Regions from separate parts of the Mus musculus genome. Here region 1 is linked to region 2. Evidence: chromatin contacts called from public promoter capture Hi-C data. All regions are on one chromosome and are shown on one strand. Each heading gives the region's core, a stretch centred on a gene start, on an enhancer-like site or on the middle of the called end of the contact. The rest is flanking DNA. Distances are from core to core; before and after follow the strand shown.

The links. Promoter capture Hi-C pulls out the DNA fragments that hold promoters and counts their contacts.
Region 1: a contact with region 2 is called in a promoter capture Hi-C map of cranial neural crest. The contact joins the promoter of Rps11 here to the promoter of Rps19 in region 2.

Annotation. Positions count from the first base shown.
Region 1 is chr7:45,122,887-45,125,832 of GRCm38.p6, reverse strand. Rps11 (ribosomal protein S11) reads left to right here and starts at 1,444. Exons shown (of 5, transcript NM_013725.4): 1 at 1,444-1,536; 2 at 2,283-2,414; 3 at 2,595-2,670; 4 at 2,875-2,946. The coding sequence starts at 1,522. Rpl13a (ribosomal protein L13A) reads left to right here. Exons shown (of 8, transcript NM_009438.5): 8 at 1-270. Snord35b (small nucleolar RNA, C/D box 35B) reads left to right here and starts at 2,722; the gene lies at 2,722-2,808.
Region 2 is chr7:24,883,144-24,885,990 of GRCm38.p6, reverse strand. Rps19 (ribosomal protein S19) reads right to left here and starts at 1,399. Exons shown (of 6, transcript NM_001360119.1): 1 at 1,324-1,399; 2 at 785-855; 3 at 439-539. The coding sequence starts at 855.

The DNA.
Region 1 (2,946 bases), core at 195-2,694, about 20 Mb before region 2:
ATTAGAGAGCTGACAGCGCACCACCTGCATGAGTTTTTATTAAAGTGCAAACCATGGGATGAATCAGTTGAGCTTCAGTGTTGAAAATGAGTAGCAGGGCTGCCCCACCCACCTGACCAAGTACCCTATTCTGCAGCTATGAAAATGAGATCTGCACATGAGCTGGGGTTCACAAGTGCACACTTGGAGCACTGCCTTGCTCCTTCCCAGCAGACCACAAAGCAGTATTTTTCTGGAGGATTTTATGTGCTAATAAATTATTTGACTTAAGTGTGTACGATGTGTGCTGTGCAGAGAGGGGCAGAGGGCACCAGCAGGTCATCTGCATGGGGGGCCCCTTTGGGTGAATCCTTGCTCACGGGATAGGCTTTGTTGCTCAAAAGTTGCAGATATACATCTTGGGTCCTGTCCTAGATGGTGTTACTGTAAGTCAGCACCAAGATACAAGAGCTGGTACCTGGACTGTAGGAGGTCAGGCCATGACACAAAGGCTGGGACTAAAGGCATTTACCACGCCTGAGTCTTCTGGTTCTTTAAACATCAAATCCTTCCGGGGGCTGGCGAGATGGCTCAGTGGTTAAGAGCACAGACTGCTCTTACGAAGGATCCGAGTTCAAATCCCAGCAACCAAATGGTGCCTAACAACTATCCATAATGAAATCTGATGCCCTCTTCTGGAGTATCTGAGAACAGCTACAGTGTACTTACATATAATCTTAAAAATGCTTCCCATGTTAACCACCACTAGAGTTTTTATTACAGCTAGCTGACCTGGAAGCCAAGTCCTTATGCCTCCGTGAGTGCTGGGGTTAAAAAGATCCAGCACCACTCAAAATGTCAATCTATTTTGAAAATATGCTTTATACTGTTCTAGCCCATCTGTGCAGGGCTAGAACGGTGAATACGAGAAACTGACACAAGCTTTTGCCACCTGGCTAAATGGTTCCTCTATTACCTGGGGTGGTCACCTAAGGTTAGACACTCATCCACGAGTAGTCAGGACATAAACCCATCAAAGTGTGGGTAGACGCGCAGCCTGAGATACTGTCAACAAAGGACATGCGACCTTGGTGACGTCGGCCTTTAATAAAAGGAAGAAAGGTTGACTATTCGGTCGACGCTGGCTGCTCCTGACATCGTATGGCAGATACTCTGCTGTAAAGCGGTTCACCCCTTTCTTGAGACCCGCTCTGCACGGCCGCTTCTCTCTGGAAACTGAATCCCAGCACGTGTTTCCCAACCCGTACGGCACGCCTTCTCCGCCCTAAGCCTCGCCGTACCACATGATGCACGTTTCCTCCACATCGTGCTCCTGAAATCTCGCGAGATGATAGGATCTTCCCGCCCCTTAGTCCTCCCCCGTCATGGCGGCGTACGGACAGTCCCAGGAACGCGGGCTCTCGCCGGAAGTACCTCCCACCTCCGTGAGGATAACCCCGCGTCACTTCCGCCCCGACCTCGCGTGGTGAATAAGGAAGCCGGGAGCGGCCCTGCCTCTCCCTTTCTCCGGCGGCCGGGAAGATGGCGGACATTCAGGTTCGAGCGTTTAGTTGCTTTCCCCCGACGCTTCGGTGTGGAGCGTATCCCTTGGCGTCCTCGTTGTCTTACGCATTAGCTGAAGCGAGGATGCCTGCGAATGCCTTCGTCTCAGGCGGCTCGGAAATCCGGGCTCTACGCAGTAATGGGGTCCCTGGCGCTTCGGGAGTTGGTTCTTAAAGCTCAGAGCTTAACGGGTGAGGGATTGTGGCGGGAGGAGGGCATCCTGCGGCGCGGGAGTCCTGCGGCGGCAGAGCCGGGGACACTGGGTAAAGCAGGTTTTTTCCCCTTGATGGAGACTGAGGCCCGGACCTCGTGCGCTCTACGGCAGGGCTGCGGTCCCGACCTCGCTGTAGTTTTCAGTGTGAGCGCAGCTCTGGCCTCGATGAGCTTAGGCTTGTCTTAAACTTGCCATCCTGCCTCAACCTCAACCGGGATGACAGATCCGGCCCACCAGGCTCGGCTACGTGGACATAAGCTTGAATCCCGAATGAGTGGATTTGTATGTTTTGGAGGTCCAGTCTGGCTGAAAAGCTCTTTTTGATCTCAGCCGTGAGTTCTGCAGGCTGTGGAGGTGTTAGATGGGACGCAGTGTGTGAGCTAAACTAGACTTGGGGTGGTTGGAGAGCCCTGACCAGCCGGTTTTGGCGATTGGGGCAAATAAGGTTGAAGGTAGGAAGGAAGAAATATTGTCTCTGATTTCCTTGAACTTTACCTGCAACCTCACCAAATTCTCATCCCTACAGACGGAGCGTGCTTACCAAAAGCAGCCTACGATCTTTCAAAACAAGAAGCGGGTTCTGCTGGGAGAAACCGGCAAGGAAAAACTCCCTCGGTACTACAAGAATATCGGTCTAGGCTTCAAGACGCCTAAAGAGGTACAGGACCCTCCAGCAGATGAGATCCCTGCTGCCCTGCACGTGTGGGAGCACAGCCACCCCGCCCCCTTCACAGTGGCTTCCCATGGGCCCCTGGGAATTGTAGTATGGGCCCTGAGGCGTCATCCTTGGTTCTGTTTAGGAAGTGGTAATCTAAACCCCACTTTCTTAACTTTGCAGGCTATTGAGGGTACCTACATAGACAAGAAATGCCCCTTCACTGGTAACGTCTCCATCCGAGGTCGGATCCTGTCTGGTGAGTGGGATGTTGGAAGGGTGGTTCTAGGTTCCTGCGTCCAGGGGCGCTGGCAAGTGATGTCTGTTCTCACGATGGTCTTCAGATGTCCTCTAGGGCACTGCTGAGACAGCCAGTTGACAAAGCTGATGCCATAAATGGAGCTTCTTGGGAGCCCCGTTCAACTGACTCCTACCTGCTAACACCTTTCTGTTACTCTCCCAGGTGTCGTGACGAAGATGAAGATGCAGAGGACCATTGTCATCCGCCGGGACTATCTCCATTACATCCGAAAGT
Region 2 (2,847 bases), core at 150-2,649:
CTAGCAAAGGCCTGGCCATGAACTGCAACCCTGGCACTACCCAGCAGAAAGAATCCTGCTCCCCTAAAGACTAGAGACAACAGGATGCACAAAGCACCCAGGCAGGATCCAGAGAGACCAGAGGGGCACCCCAAAGTTTTCTTTGGGCACCAGATCTGTAAGTTTCCTTTATAACAGGAGTGGCACTCCCGACCACTCAACCAAACAGGAGTTGACAGTTGTTCAAATCTAAATGCTATAACCGTGGACACAGAAAGCTGTTAAGACTCTCAAGTAAGCAAAATATGGACACTCATTTGCCCTCAGATTTCCTTTCTAGTTTAAAGCTACAGCTATTCAATAATGAGGTCTGTCTCCTGGTGTAGATGGGAGGGGAAGACAGGGTCCCTGCCTGGGGTCGCCCAGGTTCCCACTCCCAGCCAAAGCCTCAGTTCTTACCAGCTCGTGTGTAGAACCAGTTCTCATCATATGGGGCAAGCTCTTTATGTTTGGCCAGCTTGACTGTGTCCACCCATTCGGGGACTTTCAGCTTCCCGGACCTAGAACCAAGAGAATTGAGAAAAAGCACACTTCAAAAATTTCCAAAGATGACTTCAGATCTACTAACCTTTAGCAAGTTAACAAGGTTGGGGGAAAAAAAAAGCAAGAACGAACAGGTTAAAAAGGAAGCATGGTCACCGTAGGCCCAATTCAGAAAAGACCCCCAGCAAGTGGCCAGAGGGATTAATGACACATTGGGGTCACAGCGCACAGGGGTCAGGCCTCAGTTCCAACAAACACTTACTTTTTGAGGAAGGCTGCCAGAGCTCTGACGAACTCCTGCTGGTTAACGTCTTTTACAGTAACTCCGGGCATCTGAGGAAGGGACAAGCATGCCGAGGTCAGGCTTGGTGCAAACCCCTGACGTGGGTCCAGGTCAACACCAACCCTGCTCGTCGCCAGTCCACCCCAAAGCCTCAGCATCCACCCAGCCTCATGTCCCTGCAACTCGGCTCCTGCAGGTCCAACAGAGTTGCCGGGTGCACACGCCACGCGGATCGCAGCACCGCGGCGTGGTGACCGCGTGGGAGAGCCCTCCACACCCCGCTCCCTCAAGCCCACGTTCCGGGCGTCCCACTCACCCCTCCGCTGCCCACCTAACCCTCCGGGCTCCCGGATTGCGGCGATCAGGCATGTCCGGGCCTGCCGCTCGCACGTGGCCGCGGCTCCAGAGGGCGGAGCGACCCCGCGCCGGGCTTCCCGCGGTCCCGGCACGAGCTCTTGGGGCCAGAAAGCCCGGCCCCGTGGCCCCGCGCACAGCCGCGACCCAGAGCCCTCACTCACCGTGCGGCCTCCGCGCTGCCAGCCAGGGGAAAGGGAACGACGGGGTTTCCCGGGCGCACAAGTCGGGCGTCGAGTCTCGCGAGATTTCGGAGTGCTCGCGAGAGCGGCTAAACCAGAGGGCTCCGCCTTTCTGAGGGCGAATATGGCTTCATCTCCACCCAAAATGGGCGGGTCTGTAAGAGGAAGGGGTGGAGAAGCCAAGAGAAGGGACTCGGGAGGAGGATAAGGGATCTGGTTCCTCTTTCCGTTTCCTTGGGCGTGACCGGAGCGAGCTGGGGGAGTCGGCCTTCATTTGAGCCTTGTGTGTCTGGCGGGAACAAGGAGGCGGAAACTTTTGAGGGCGGAAGTGCGGGCGAAGTTGAGCGCGCACGAAAGGAAGGCGGGATTCAGCGCAAGACCCTGCTTCCTGGCCGGAAATGGGAATAGTTACGGGCGGAACCGTGACAGGCAATCCAGGGAAAAGGCACTATGACATGTGGCCACCACCACCTTTTGTGCTAGCATTAGCATTCGCGAGACCAAGAGATACACGGAAGCCCCACCCTTCTTTGGGCGGAAGTTGCTTCAGCTCCATTGACGCTCGCGGAGAGGAAAGAAGGCGTTGGGAGCGGGGAGGAGATTAGGGCGGGGACAAAGGGGTAGAGGCGGGCCCTTGGTGGAGGTTCAGCTCCGCCATCTAGTGCCGGAGTCTGGTTGTTCAGACCGTTAGTCTCCTCGTTTGCCTCTTCTGAGTCATCCAAGCTGACCTGTGCAACTTTATTATATCTGTACCTACCCACCCACCTACCTGCCTATCGTTTGTTGTTTTGAGACAGGATTATCATTAATTTATTTAGCCAAGACTGGCCTGGGACTTTTTATCTAAGGCTGGCTTTGAACTCATGATCCCCCAGCTTAATGCTACGGGAGTGTGTCACTACGCCAGGCTCTCAGTACCTCCCACTCCCACCCCGCAGCGCAGCGCATAAAATATTTGAGGTTGTGTTGCATCCAGACAAATATTATTTAAGATAGAAAAGAGAGGAGGGGCCGGGCGTGGTGGCGCACGCCTTTAATCCCAGCACTCAGGAGGCAGAGGCAGGCGGATTTCTGAGTTCGAGGCCAGCCTGGTCTACAGAGTGAGTTCCAGGACAGTCAGGGCTACACAGAGAAACCCTGTCTCGACCCCCCCCCCCCCAAAAAAAAAAAAGAAACGAGGGGCATTGTGATGGTTCGCTCACTAGGTAGAAGTTCTCCCATACGAGCCTGATTGACCTGATACGATTCTTTGAACCCATCACGGTATAAGAACTAACTACAGAGTTTTGTCCTCTGACTGCCACAGGTGCGTCTCAGAGAAGGGTGTATGTTCACATATCGCACCCTCTTTATACACATACTAAGACTTAAAATTAGAAAAAAATATTAAAAAGAAATGAATTATCAATACATAAGTGAAAAGTTAAGCCAGTTTGAGGGGCCGGAGAGACAGATGGCTCAGCAATTTCAGAAAATCTGACTTCAGTTCCAAACACCTACACTGGA